Linked DNA regions of Urocitellus parryii: region 2 is linked to region 1. A link is a contact called in public Hi-C data. All regions are on one chromosome and are shown on one strand. The core of a region is the stretch at or near the end of the contact, and the rest is flanking DNA. Distances in the headings are between cores, read along the strand shown. Region 1 holds the start of Cmss1 (cms1 ribosomal small subunit homolog). Region 2 holds the start of Tbc1d23 (TBC1 domain family member 23).

Region 1 (7,389 bases), core at 783-3,282:
ACATCTCCTTAAATGTGATGTCACAGGCCTCTGCTTGCCTCACTCTAGTCCTAGCATTGAAAACAGGACAGGTTGGGGCATCATTGTTCTCTCATACTTTGATTTCTTACTACTGCCTCCAATTTGCAAAACCCAAATCTGATTAAAAAGGTAGAGGGTGACAAATGGAAACATCAAATCCAACACATGATGTTTAGATGAATTAACATATAAAGTACTTAGAGAGGTATGTAGAATATGCTCTCATTTTTATTGCTACCATTATCATTGTCTACATGATACAAAAGTTCAAATCAGGGGCTTCCCGAAATTCATTTAAGGAACTGTGCCCTGATTAAACCTTGTTCATTTTATGGTGTGCCTTCATGAAGTTCTTTCTGTTAAGTTCTTACTGTTTCACATCATGGCATCCACAGAAAACATTTGTATAACACCAGAGGGAAGAGATGAGGTGGTGCTAAACCCAGGGCAATTGGCCCAGGGATTCTGCTGACCCCAAAGACTGTGGATCAGAACCTTAGCTTACCCATGCCATATAGGAAGCTCTGATCAAATCTATTATCCATACTGCACAGTAACATTGGCCATGCCACTTCCTTTTCCAAAGTCATATTTTTTAAATCTGACTTTGCTTTTCAGTAATCTATTAACTGCCAAGACCTCCTGTCATCTGCATTTTCTCATGAAAGACGCATTATTTTTGATGATTACAGATTATTTGACATTTGCCACATTTATACCAAGAACCCTCCTGTTAGGATATCTGTAATATATTGTTAAAGTAACACATTAATATATCTCCTATTGGGTGGATTTGGGGTAATTTTCTGCATGTGGCTATTCCTACCCTCAGCAGTTTAAATTTCCCTGTCTTGTAATTTCCAAAGTCTAGAACTTTATCCTTACAAGTTCTCTTTCTTCTATTCTACTTTGTAACATCTGGAAGGTGGAACATATTCTACTCATCTTTAAATCACTATTGCAAGTGGTTAGGCACATTGCGTACACTTAATTTATTTTGTATGATTTCTACCTGTGTGTAGGAAGACTGTCCTGAAAAATATTGTCCACAATTATTATGCAGCTGGCCTCAGCATTTGGTGCCCTGCAGGTTTTCCTTTCATCCCTGCCATTTCACATTGGGTGTCAGAAAAGCAGCATGATATCTCTCACCTATAAGTGAGCAACTTCCTTCTTCCTTCGTTTCCCAAAACGAGGGATGGGGTGGGATGCAAGCAAGAGGGTGCGGAGGTGAAGGGGGGAACACAACCGAAAGGTGGAAGGTGATTTCCAAATCTGTGGGGTCACTTCTTTCTGTGGGAGAGCCTTTCCTGACTCCTCACATTTTTCTTAGTCCTATATAAAAAGAGTAGTGCTCACATCACTTTCCTGCGCACTCTGCTCTCTCTCCTTTCTTTCACCGTCCCCCTAGCCCCCGCCCCAGGGCATTGAACCCAGGGGCGCTCTACCACTAGACTCAACCCCTTTCATATAATTACCTTATTTGTGACAGGGCCTCACTAAGTTGCCGAGGATGGCTTTGAATTTGAGATCCTCCGGCCTCAGCCTCTCAGCCTCCCGAGTTGCTGGGATTACAGGCATTCGCTACCACGTCCGTTTCCCGCACGTTTTCCAAGAGCAAACTGCACAAGCACACAAACGCCCCAGACTGACACAAGTGAAAACACACCCACGTGCTCCGATCTCCTCCGGCGGGCCACAAGTTCTTTGAAACCAATCAGAGAGAAGTTGTCTTAGTGTCGTGTCTCACACTTTCAACACGATCTTTTAGACAAAAATGAAACTTAAACCAAGAAATTTGAAAGAAGTCATGACAATTGATAATCAACTTTCGTCTTTTACGCCTTTTCATGCTCTGGCGGGATTTACTTTGCGTTTTCGGGTGGTTCCGGTGCAGCAGCGCGGGCGTGGAAACTGCCTTGACATTCTGACCGCAGCTGGAGAGGCGGGGCGGAGTTGTGACGTCATCGCCGCGGGGCGGGGCCGGCGGGGTCGCCCAGAGCTGCGAGTGCAGTGACGCCGGCTGCCGGCTCCCAAGAGCGTTCCGGTGTCCCTGGCCCCCTTCGCGTGGTCTGTTCGCGTCGAGTCCCGCGCGGAGATGGCAGACGACCTTGGAGACGAGTGGTGGGAGAAGCAGCCGGCAGGAGCAGACAGCAGCCCAGGTACCACTCTGCCCGCGCTCCCGCGGGGCCTCCTCCTGCGAGCCTTGCCGAGTACCTAAGCCGCGCCGCTTCTAGTCGGCAGATCCGGCCAGGGAAGCGGTGGGTGCCACATGCGTGCCCTCAACGCAGATCTGCCCGTCTGTCATTCAAGAACCTTTTCCAAGCCCTGTGTTTCTTTAACTTTTTATTTTTTTTTTCCCTTTGAGGCTGGACCACAGTTTTCATGAGGAGAGGCAGTTTTGCCTCGTGGTTAAAGAAAATCCCTGCACTAGGTTCAAATGGTTTCAATTCAAATCGTGACTCTGGTATTCTAATACTTTGGGCTCCTTTTCCTCATCTGTAAAGTCAAAGTAATAATAATGTCTATTTCATCAAGTTGTGAAGATTAAATGAAGATACTGCAAGTTGTGCACTTTGATACAGCACTTGGCACACATATAGGCATAGTAAATATAAGCTATTGTTTTTCTTGCTCTCTTCATGTAATCTAGGATATTCGACCTGGAAATGGGTTTAAATAGAGATCATTCCTTTAAACTCACCTATTCTACAGATAGGAAACCTGCCCTAAAGATGTTAAGTAACTTGACAAGTTCACATAGCAAGTTTGTGTCAGAAACAAGAGTAGAATTCAAGTAACACAGTTTGAACGGTTTTTACCCTGCTGTGCTACTGTATACTTATTCCAGATGCTGTGGACATATTACCCTGAGTAACATTAAATAACTCACTTTTAAGTGTGTGATGCCCCTTCTTACCAAGCATCTAACTAGAAAACTGCAGTGTTAAGACACTTCTGTGAACAGTGCCTGGAGATGGTAGGTGATAATAGCAGCTTGGCATTTGTTGAGTGCTTACTGTGTGCCAGATACTGTTTTGAAAGCTTTGCATGCATGATCTTATTTAATCTTCATCAATGCACCATTGGGTAGTCACCGCTGTTATACTCATTCTAGAAGTGAGGAAGTTGCACTGAAAAGTAATTTGTCCAGTGTTGGTGAGTGAGGAGCTGGAATTCACTTGTAGGCCATTTGAACCCAGAGTCTGCACGCTTTTGTTTCTCATAATTATTCTACTTATCAAAAGTAAGGATCTCATCTAAAACAATAACTCCTTATTGATTTCAAGAGACATTATTTGTAAACCCTTTTCTACACATCATTGTTACGGAAGTGTATTTGAGAACCTTCAGACTCCCATAGTTTGCTCAAGGTAGATAAGCAGCATTTCTATTAAGCCTGTTTTTTTTTTTTTTTTTTTTTTTTTGGTACCAGGGACCTAACCCAGGAGCACTTAACAACTGAGCCACACCCCAGCCCTTTTTATTTTTTTATTTTGAGGCAGGGTCTCTTGCTAAGTTGCTCAAGGCCTTGCTGCTGAGGTTGGCCTTAAATTTGAGATCCTCCTGCCTCAGCCTCCCTAGCCTCTGGGATTACAGGCATTTGTCACCATGCCCAGCTGCTACTAAGCTTTGAATGCCACCTCTTTGCTTATAATTCAGATGTGAACCTGGAACTCAAGGCTCAACTACCTGACTGCCTTTTTGAAGTCTTTTTTTAGTTATTTAATAGGGATGTCAAATGTAAATAAGACCCAAGTGCTGCATTATTCCTCAATCCTTCTTTTTTTAAAAAAAAATATTTTTATTTGTAGATGGACACAATACCTTTATTTCACTTATTTAGTTTTTTAATGTGGTGCTGGGGATCAAACCCAGCGACCCATGTGTGTTAGGCAAGCATTCTCCCACTAAGCCACAACCCCAGCCCCTCCCCAAACCTTCTTTTTCTCCATACTTACCTATTTCAGTAAATTTTGCCACCACCTATCCAACTTCACAAGGCTTAGTAACATCTTGATTTGTTCATTTCTTCCCTTTCTCCCTCACATTTTATATATGGAGTCCTGTTATCTCCAAAAGACAGCCTGAGTCTTTGCCTTTTTCTCCATTGGAGTACACAATATTATCCTTGTTTGTCTTTTTTTGAGGAGTGGGTACTGGGGATTGAACTCAGGGGTACTCAATCACCTAATCACATCCTCACCCCTATTTTGTATTTTATTTAGAGACAGGGTCTCACTGAGTTGCTTCGTGCCTCGCTGTTGCCGATGCTGGCTTTGAACTCCAGATCCTTCTGTGTCAGCTTCCTGAACCACTGGGATTGCAGGCGTATGCTACCACGCTGGCTATCCTTGTTTGTCTTTACCACTGCAATAATTTAACAGTTTCCAGTTAAACTTTGTTTCTCACTCAGAAACCTGTTCACCTTCTTCAGTGGCTTTTCCCTGCCACACAGTGTAACTCCAATGTAGCTGCCTACTTGCTAGAATTATAACTTATTGCCCACTAGTTTACACTGCCTCAGCACACTGGCCTTCATTCTGTTTCTCAACCGGCAATGCTTATTCTGATTCAGCCCTTTGTAATAGCTGTTCTGTTTTCAAATGACTGGCTCTTTCTTAGCATTAAGAAATCAGTTCAGGGCTGGGGATGTGGCTCAAGCGGTAGCGTTAGTAATAAAGAATACCACTTACTTTTCTCAAAGACTATGGAAATTGGGGCTGGGGATGTGGCTCAAGTGGTAGCATGCTCGCCAGGCATGCTTGCAGCCCGGGTTCGATCCTCAGCACCACATACAAACAAAGATGTTGTGTCCACCGAATACTAAAAAATAAATATTAAAAAATTCTCTCTCTCTCTCTTTTAAAAAAAAATCAGTTCAGACATAATCTACTTAAAAAGGCACTTCCTGGTCAGCTAGTCTAGAATAGCCATCCAGTGGTTCTGTGACATTCCCACTGTATTATGATTCTCCACAAAGCATTGAGCACCAACTGTTATTTTTCTTGTTAAATTATTACTCTCTCTCAACACTAGAATGTAGGCTCCAGGTGAGCAGGGATTTTGTTTTTCTCATTTTTTGCTCTTTATTCTCAGGGCCTAGAGTAGTATATGGACACATGGAAAGCACTCATTCTGTAGTGGAGCTCAATGATGCACACCTGTAATCCCAGCAACTCAGGAGGCCGAGGCAGGAAGATCAAAAGTTCAAAGCCCTCCTCAGCAATTTAATGACACACTGTCTCAAAATAAAAAATAAAAAGGGCTGGAGATGTTGCTCAGTGGTAAAGTGCACCTGGGTTCAATCCCTGGTACAAACAACAACAACAACAACAAAACAACACTACTCATTCAGTATTTGTTAACTAATTTGTTAATGTTTCACAACTGAATAAAATATTTGTGATTCTTTTTTCAATTCCTACGACTTTTTGCTGAATTTCTTCTGGAAATGATGGCGTAGGGGAACACTTGGCCCTTTCCTTTAGCTGAATAAGTGGGTTGGTTTTATTCGGTTTACTCTTTTACACCAAAGTGAGACTTTTGCAGCATTAATTTTATATACAGCTTTGCATTGTAGATGTTGTAAGGCATTCCCTGTACATATAAAATTCAGACTTGGAATATTTACAGTAGATGATGACAACATTCAACAGAGAATCAACTTTCAGGGTGCATCATTCTCAAAATTGTTTATTCAGCTTAGCACTAACACCAACAGAACTAGAATTAGAGGGGGGAAAACTTAAATCAGCTTAAATTAAATTAAATTAAATCAGCTTGTGTTGTAGGATTTACACATTGATGTGGTTCAGTCAAAATGCACATGACATTGAGACAGACATTCAGAGCAAAAAACAGAGGCAGGATGAATTTTAAAAAGCAAGGTAAAGGAAAGAGAAGAGAAAAAGATGGCTACATTATTTGTCGTTGTTCTGTACCTGAAAACTTTTAACAGATAACCTTCATTGGCTAGTTTTTACTTTAGTATAAGTAATTTTCATGATTCTTGCAAATAATAAAATGAGTGGTTCTTGACAACAATTGTGAAAGTTTAAAAGGTACAGGTATACATGTCTTTCTTCAAATCATATACAGTTCCTGCTATAATTTTGCTAAGTGTCCATGAGGATTTGAAAAATACCACTCATAAATATGGTATTCCCCTCTCAGATTCAACAACAAATACAAAAATACATTATTGGCAAAATCCTTTGATCTGTCTTAATGTTCTTTGGTTGAAAACTTTAGATGCATTCATAGAATTATACATTTTACTAAGAATAACAAATAGCTGAAATATAGTTTTCTTTTATTTCATTTTTCACAGAATTCTTAATTGAATTCTTAAATTGCTTAAGTATTATTTTTAAGAATTATAATCAGTGGGGCTGGGATTGTGGCTCAGAAGTAGAGCACTTGCCTACCATGTGTGAGGCACTGGGTTTGATCCTCAGCACCACATAAAAATAAAGATGTTGTGTCCACCTATAACTAAAAAATAAATATTAAAAAAAGAAAGAAATATAGTCAATGAGCTCTACTTAATTCTTATTCCTGAGTTCTTCGTTAGTGTAGTTCACACTAGGTCATGGGGTCAGCAAACATTTTGGTTAAGTTGCCTTTTGTAAAAACTTTAGGCTTTGCAGATCTGTTAACCAACTGTTGGAACTACTGAACTGTGCTGTTGCAGTACAAAGACAGTTGTAGACAATAAGTATGTAAACAAATTAGTGTGACTGAGTTCCAGTAAAACTTTTTTCATGGATAGTGAAGTTTGAAGTTTATGTAATTTTCCTATGTCATGAAATAGTCTTCTTTTAATTTTCTTTCAACATTAAAAAATGTAAAACTATTCTTAGCTCTTATAGGGCCACACAAAACCAGATGTTGGCCAAGGTTTTCAGACCCTGCCCCAGGCTCATCTCAGTCACTGAATTCTGTTGTTTCTATAAAGGGATTTTGAAACATACCCTAGAGAAAATTATGTATTTCATTTGTACTCCATTACTCAGTCCATAATTATCAGACATGTGTTAGACCAGTCATTTGTGTTAAAATCAGATAGTTGATTCCAAAAGTTACAGAAGAGTAGTTCAAGGATCATTGAAGCTTAATAAATGAAGGGTTGAGAAAAGACTCCACCATAAAAGTGTCAGGTTTTTAAAAATTTTTTTATAGATTACATTTGTTTTCTTCATTTGGATTTTATCTACTTACTTTTTAAACTTTAATTAACTGTAGTCACTCTAGATGAGGACAGTGTCTTTTGTTTATTTATGTGTATTATTATTGTTGTCATTGTTCTTCAGGAGGCCACATTTTTGCAGAAATAGGATTATGCACAGGTGGCAGGATTCTTTG
Region 2 (7,218 bases), core at 3,962-6,461, 400 kb after region 1:
CTGAGGATCAAGCAAGTAACAAATGTATAGATGGAGGTCTGGTTAAAGCAATGGGAAATATTGTAGGAGACAACTGAAAAATGAATAAAGACATTCAAGTGATTAAAAACAAGGACTTGGGATGTAGCTCACTGGTAGTAGAGTGCTTGCCTAGTATGCACAAGGCCCTGAATCATTTGATCCCCAGCACTGTAAACAAGCAAACAAACAAACAACCCTGCTAAGTAAATTGAGATTGAGGGCTGCATATTTCAATGCCTGGAGTACAGGCTATGTTGGGGAGAAGTGGAAGGAGGTAGAGGGTAATTAAGGAATCCCTTTATGCAAAACATAATGAGGAGCAAAACCTAGAGAAAATCTTCAAGGGTAAAGAGGAATCTTGACAAATATTTAGAGAGGCAAAAATTCATGGGAAGAAGAGGGAAAGAAGTTAGAATAATGCCTAAGTTTCTGGCTTTAAGTGACTGGAATTGCGATGTAAGGCTTCAACTCTACAGAAATGGCAGGTAGTGCCTGCCGGTAGGTTGATTTATGGAGTTTGGTTTTGGAAATGTTGAGTTCTTAGTGTTTTGGGGTCATCCTGGTGTCAACACCAGGTAGATGGCTGGATTTACAGATGCAGAGGGCAAAAAAAGGGCCAGGTTTGGAAATAAAGACATAGGGGTTTTCAGTTTATAGGTGGGAATTAACAATAGGACTTGTTGTTAATTACCAGAAAAAAGTGAGAACAAAATTATAGAGAAGAAATTCTTTATCTAACTTTTGGATACTTTTGCATCTCTAGTCACTTTCATATTCATGATATCTTAAGAATTCTTTTTAAGAAAATTATATTCTTTCCATGTGAATTTGAAATATTGAAATGACAATGATAAGCTGTATAGTTTAGCATGAAATCAGTAGAAATTTAGTAGAAATCAGTCTGTAAGTAACATATTTATAGGAATTATAATACACTTTATAAACATATTGTTAAAAATGTGTTATATAATTCCATCCAGTTACTGTAGATGGCTCCTTCCTAACTATTTTATTTGGCAAGACATATACTTGAAAAGAGAAGTAAGTGCAAGTGCCTGAGACGAATGGAAACAGATTATACTGAAAATACATCACTGTCATTGTCTAAAGGATACTGTTTGCAGAGTAAGTATGTGTGTCTTCTTAGGGTATTAATTCACAAAAAGAAAGAAGTTTTTAAAAACTATGTCTGAAGGTAGGCATGGTGGCACGTCTCTATTTTCAGCTACTTGGCAGCCTGAGGAGGGAGGATTGCTTGATCCCAGGAGTTTGAAGCCAGCCTGGGTAGCATAGCAAGATCCTGTATCAAAGAAAAAAGAAAGAAATAAGAATAAAACTCTGTCTAGTTCCATCTAATGTACTGTTTATTACCCCATTTCCAACCGGGAATGACTCAACATAAGTAAGAGCCTTTTGTGTGGAACATTTGGGAACAAATGTGGAATCAGGAAAGGGTAAAATAGGCTCCCACATTAAAGCACATTCCAAACTCAACAATGGGTCAATTGCTATCCAAATGTTTACTTTGGGTTCATCTACATAACCTATTAAAACTCAACCTTAATTAGCAAAAACAACTACTAGAAGGATAATGGAAAAATATTATGGTTTCCATTTCTTTTTATCACTGTTTTCTCAACACTTTTAAATAAATTAAAAGCAGATGTTGAAATTGCTGCCAACTGTTCACTTGTCATCTGTGAATGGGAATTAACTTGGTTTTGTTCATCATTAAATTAAATGTTAGACTTCAATAGTTTAAAGAGCCTTGGAATGAAGTTACTGATGGAATTTTAAAGTTACAAATAAATGAAATAATTTTGATAATTGTGAAAACCTTTATCCTTGCAAGATAAAAAGGAAAATTTCTGGAAAGTTTAGAATTCTGAAACTCTCACATAATATCTGTAGAAACAAAAATCAGTATTTTGTTATTTAACAAAAACATTTGGTCTCCATCAATACTTTTAGCTCTGCATTTGTTGTAGTGGAGTCTACAAAACAACTTAAAAATGGCTACCATTCTCAGAGTTAAAGAATAGAAAATGCTGTATAATTCAGTGCCCAGATGAGAGGACTTGCTTATAGTCCTTTACAAGTTCAGAGGAGGTAGAACCTCAAGAGGGTAGAAATGATATGAGTGGAGATCTTAGGGAGGGAATTTGATTGAATAATTAAGAATGTGAAGGATTTAATGCTGCCTCATGTGACAGCCAGCCTCTGGGATGGCCTCTGTGATTCTTGCCTTTGAGTATTCAAACCCTTGTATAGTTCCCTCCCACATTGAATGGAGCTGACCAATAGGATATTGCAGAAATGATGGGGTGTGACTTCTGAGGCTAGGTCATAAAAAAATATTGTGGTTCTTACCTTGGTTTCTGTTGAATCCTTACTCTGGGGGAAGACAGTCACTATGTCAGGAGGACATTTGAGAAGTCCATTGATAGATTCATTGGGGAGGACCAGAGGTATCCTGCCAACAGCTAACCCTAATTTGTCAAGCATATGAGTGAGTGGTCATGGAAGAGGATATTTTAGCCTCAGTGAAGCCTTCAGTTGACCGCATGACTGAAATATTGGCAAATATTTTGATTGTGACTTAAAATGACTCTGAATCAGACCATCCAGCTAAGCTGCTTCTAAATTCCTGGTACACAGAAATTTTGAGATAATAAGTGTTCATTCCTTTAAGTAATTAAGTTTTGGGGTAATTTGTTATGCAGAAATAGATTAGTACCTCTTACTAGGTCTTTATTATTAACAATACACAAAAGTCATGAAAAGTTTGCATGAATATGGAATAAATGATCAGAGCTATGATCATCTCCTTTAACAAATGCTATGATAATATGATGAAAAATGAGGAAGTCAAGCACAATGTTGTGTGCTTGTCATCCCAGCTATTTAGGAAATTTGGGCAAGAGAATCAGTTGAACCTAGTAGTTTGAGGGCCAGCAAGAAGAAAACTCTATTACACTAATATAACAATCTTAACCCTGTTCCCAGCCAGCCATTTCTTTATTGGTGAATGGCTTCATCCATTCCAAAAATATTTCAAAAGAAATCCCTTAGTTCATTTACCAAATATTTATTGATAATCGACTACATAGCGTGAATTAAGTGTTAATTAATTACTTATAAACAGCATAAATTACATAATTTTATGGCACCAAACACCATACAATAGATGAACAATATTTTAATTTCTTTTTTATAATTTTGTTCAAAACATTTTAATTCACTAAAATCAGAAGTTTTTGACTTTACTTTTACAGAATGAAGAACTGCTTGAAAACATCAACTGATAAATTTTCAGTAACATAATTTTATTTTTACCAGACTGTAAGGCAGTCACTAATTTGATTACAATCAAAATGAATTATAATTGAGGATTAAAATCACCCTAACCTGTGAACAACTCCTTGTCACATCACTCTCTGAACAGTTTGTAACCCATTTTAGAAAACCTTCTGAAAACCTACTGGCACAACTGAAGGGACCCAGCAGAGGTCCTGAATGTTAAGATAATTTGACCTAGATTCATACCTCTTATTTTTTTTATAATATGCATCTAAATTCTCATTTTGTGTTAAAAGGAATTTTCCCCAATGAAGGATCACTCAGGGATCTGGGGCTTGGAGTGAATGCAATAACTTGCAGCTCTGTATGATGTGCCTTTTGGAAACAGAGGGAACACATTTTTGGTTATAAATGAACTAGCTGTACTATTTTGTGTTTACTTAAATCAAATAGATTTTTAAATTATAAAACATTTTAGATTGTGAAATATAAATTATACGAGGGATACCGAACATCTATGTAGTCACTTCTCAGCTTTTAAGAAATACATTAAAAATTTAAGCTGAGCATGGTGGTGGGCACCTATAATTCTAGGTACTTGGGAGGCAGAAGCAGGAGGGTCACTTGAGCCCAGGAGTTTTATACCTGCCTGGAGTGAAGGTCAGCCTGGGTAACATAGGCAGACTCCATCTCTCAAAAAAAAAAAAAAAAAAAAAAAGAAAAAATTACTTAAAGTTATTTCCTCCTCACTTCAAAAATAACTAACATTCTCATTTTCCTATATATCATCCCCTTCATTTTTAAAAGCACATATACATCTATAATATATGGTCTTGGGTGTGTAAAAAAAAATATATATATATAGTAGGACACAATACCTTCATTTTATTTATTTATTTTTATATGGTGCCGAGGAGAGAACCTAGTGCCTCATACTTGTCAGGCTAGCACTCTACCACTGAGCCACAATCCCAGCCCCTATGGTCTTGTTTTTAGCACCAAATATGAATGACACCATCCTTCTGTAACCTGTTGTGTCCATTTGTTTTTCAAAGTGAAGACTAGGATTTAATTTTTGTTGTTTTATTAATGTATGGTAGTCAGTCAGTAAATTTATTGAATTGACAAATCAACTTATCCATGTTGTTACATGCAGTTCTACTCATCATTGTTTCCAGGGCTTACAAAAACATTTCTTGGTTTGTCCTTTGGTGTGTGCGCCCGTCTTAGGGCCCCCTACGGTGTCCAAGGTAGCGGAGCAAGGGTTGGGTAGGACCGGTAGTGTGGGCGGAGCTTACACGTGGAAGCCCAAGTAAAGCGGACATGGGGTGGAAAAGGAAAGGTCTTTTTCTCTGTCCCTATAAGGAATTACAGTTCCAGAATTCTAAAGTTGGACTTGAACTTCCAAGCTGTTAGAAGATATTTTTAAGGCAGGACGTATTCTCCTTACTATTTAGCTTGTTTTAATAACTTTTAAATATTTAAAGTATGCAGACCTCCGTTTGTAGTTTTGACCGGGTCCCACAAATAGGGGTGGGGTGCTTTTTTCTTACATCCTACTTTTCCCTCAAATGTAGTTGTTAGAGAGTAAATTACTGCAACGTGGGTCTGCTTTTACGCCCACATTCCCTGTGTGAATCCTCACTTCCCCTCCTCTCTCCACTAGTCAGGACTACCAACTCTTTAAGTTCGACGCCAAGTTGGAGTGAAGAAGCTAACTGGACGCCACGCAGGGACGCTGGACACTTACTGGCCGCCTAGCGCGACGAGCGTCCCTACGAGGCCCCGCCCACTCTGTTCGTCCGGCCGCGTGGCATCCTGGGACCTGTAGTTTTTGGTGTAGCTGCCTTCACCTAGTCTCCACCCTACAGCACTTGACGCTGCGTTTCGCCCTCGGGACGTCCTGACGTTACGTTCTACCTTCCCCTTGCCTCCTCCCTCTTTCTTTCGCTCCGGAGAAGCTCAGTTCCGGACTTCCGAAGACCTTTTACGACGTTGGGTCTTAGAGTCTGTCTCTGCGCCAGGTCCACTTTTCGGCAAAGTGACGTGGACGTCAACAGCAATGGCGGAAGGAGAAGAGGTCCAGCCACTGCCTACGTTGAGCGGCGACGGCTGGTGAGTGAGAGCTCAGGACTGCTTCTCACTGGCTCCTTATTCTTTCTTCTCACCAACCTGCTTGTCCCTAAGGCACCGGGTGGTGCCGGCACGGAACAAAAAAGACCCGTTCTGGCGAAGTCTGGTGCCCTGCCCCGCCCCCTCTGCCTGTCGGCTCCCCTCTCGCTGCCGGGTCCTGCTCTAGGGGCTGGGTCCAGACTCGGGGGGTGTGTCGTCCAGTTGCTCGGCCTCAGTCTGGTCCCTACTTAGTCCCCGGCCTCCAAAATGTGCTGGAGAGGGAGGCTTCAGGCTAGATTTGGCCAGTGTCTCTGGCTGCAGGAGTTGGAGTAGGCAGGTTAAGAAGGAAGTTTCTTGGATAAAATCTAAGGTACTCGAATACCAGTTGGAGAAAAGCCCTTTTGAAATTACCAACACGACCTTTGCCTAGGGGTTCAGAGGTTGAGAGAGACTCCCAGAAAAGATTTCTTCCCCACACTTAAAATAATTTTTATCTTCCGTTTTTTTTTTAATCTCGATTCGTCTTCCAACAGTTTGTGCCATTTCTCTCTCTCTCTCTCTCTCTCTCTCTCTCTCTCTCTCTCTCTCTTGATTTCATATCTTTGGATCCCCATGGGACTTTATTCTCGCTGCTCCCAACCCTTTGCATGCTTACCTGATTTATAGCTATGGCTTTGGGAAGGACCTCCAGTAATGCTTGGTAGGCATTACTCACCCAGTGTCCTTAATCTTTGGGAAACTCTCCTACTTTTGAAATAGTTGCTATTCTCAGTACAGTGCTCCCTAGCATAATTTTCTTTAAAGGAACACTTAGAGGCTTGTGTAATTTTTACAGTTGATCTAAATGTGTTGATCACACATATTATTTTTGGGTTTTCTTGTTTATAATTGTACATCCCACTGACATTCTCTGTACCTAAAAGCTATAGAAAACATTGACAGACATCTTAAATCCCAGGGAAGAAATGGAAATAGTTAAAAGAAATAAACAATGTGGTAATTGAGAAATTCAACTTTCCATTAGCAGACATCAAGCATTCCCTTTGTACTTGTATTCTCTACAAGGTTTAGGAGGAAAACTTGACCTAAATATAGCTTCTTTGTTTAGTTTGCTTATGTTAGAGTTGGGGAACTGTGACAGGCACACTAAATAACAAGGTAAAATTAATCTCATTCTTTGGGCGTGTTAATAAAAGAGGGGGCAAAAAACACTTCTTGGAGTCATGGGGGAAAGCTTCATGGAAGCAGTGGTTTTTGAATCAGACTTTGGAGAATGAGTGGGATTTACAAGAACTCTGTCCAAAAGAAATATAATGTGAACCACACATGTAATTTAGAATTTTTCTGTTAGTCTCATTAAAGACTAAAAATAAACAGTGGAAATTAGCTTTAATAATCTATTTTGTTTAGTCGAATACATCAACATGTTATTTCAACATACAATCATTGTTAAAAAACAATTTTTGCATCTTTTATTTTTATCTAAGCCTTCAAAATCCAATGTACAATTTGCATTTAGTCTACATCTCAATTTGGTCTAGCTACACTTCAAATGATAAATGTTTACAGGTGGCTAGTAGCTAAAATATTGGGTAGTACAAATTCAGATTAAAATGGGAGGGGCTGGAGTTGTGGCTAGTGGTAGAGAGCTTGCTTAGCATGAGTGAGGCACTGGTTTGATCCCCAGCACCACATAAAAACAAGCAAGTAAAATAAAGGTATTGTGTCCATCTTACAACTAAAAAATATTTTTTTAAAAAGAAACATGGGAAAGGTCTCTGGAGT

What was found. Hi-C and Micro-C count contacts between places; a contact is called where the count stands out from the background.
Region 2: a contact with region 1 is called in a Hi-C map of muscle, with 4 times the contacts expected there. The contact joins the promoter of Tbc1d23 here to the promoter of Cmss1 in region 1. A contact is called at or near these places in 2 of 2 Hi-C or Micro-C datasets (liver and muscle).

Annotation. Positions count from the first base shown.
Region 1 is chr2:148,779,716-148,787,104 of mUroPar1.hap1, forward strand. It overlaps Cmss1 (cms1 ribosomal small subunit homolog), which reads left to right and starts at 2,033. Exons shown (of 10, transcript XM_026402410.2): 1 at 2,033-2,183. The coding sequence starts at 2,120.
Region 2 is chr2:149,176,857-149,184,074 of mUroPar1.hap1, forward strand. Tbc1d23 (TBC1 domain family member 23) reads left to right here and starts at 5,212. Exons shown (of 19, transcript XM_026402433.2): 1 at 5,212-5,436. The coding sequence starts at 5,384.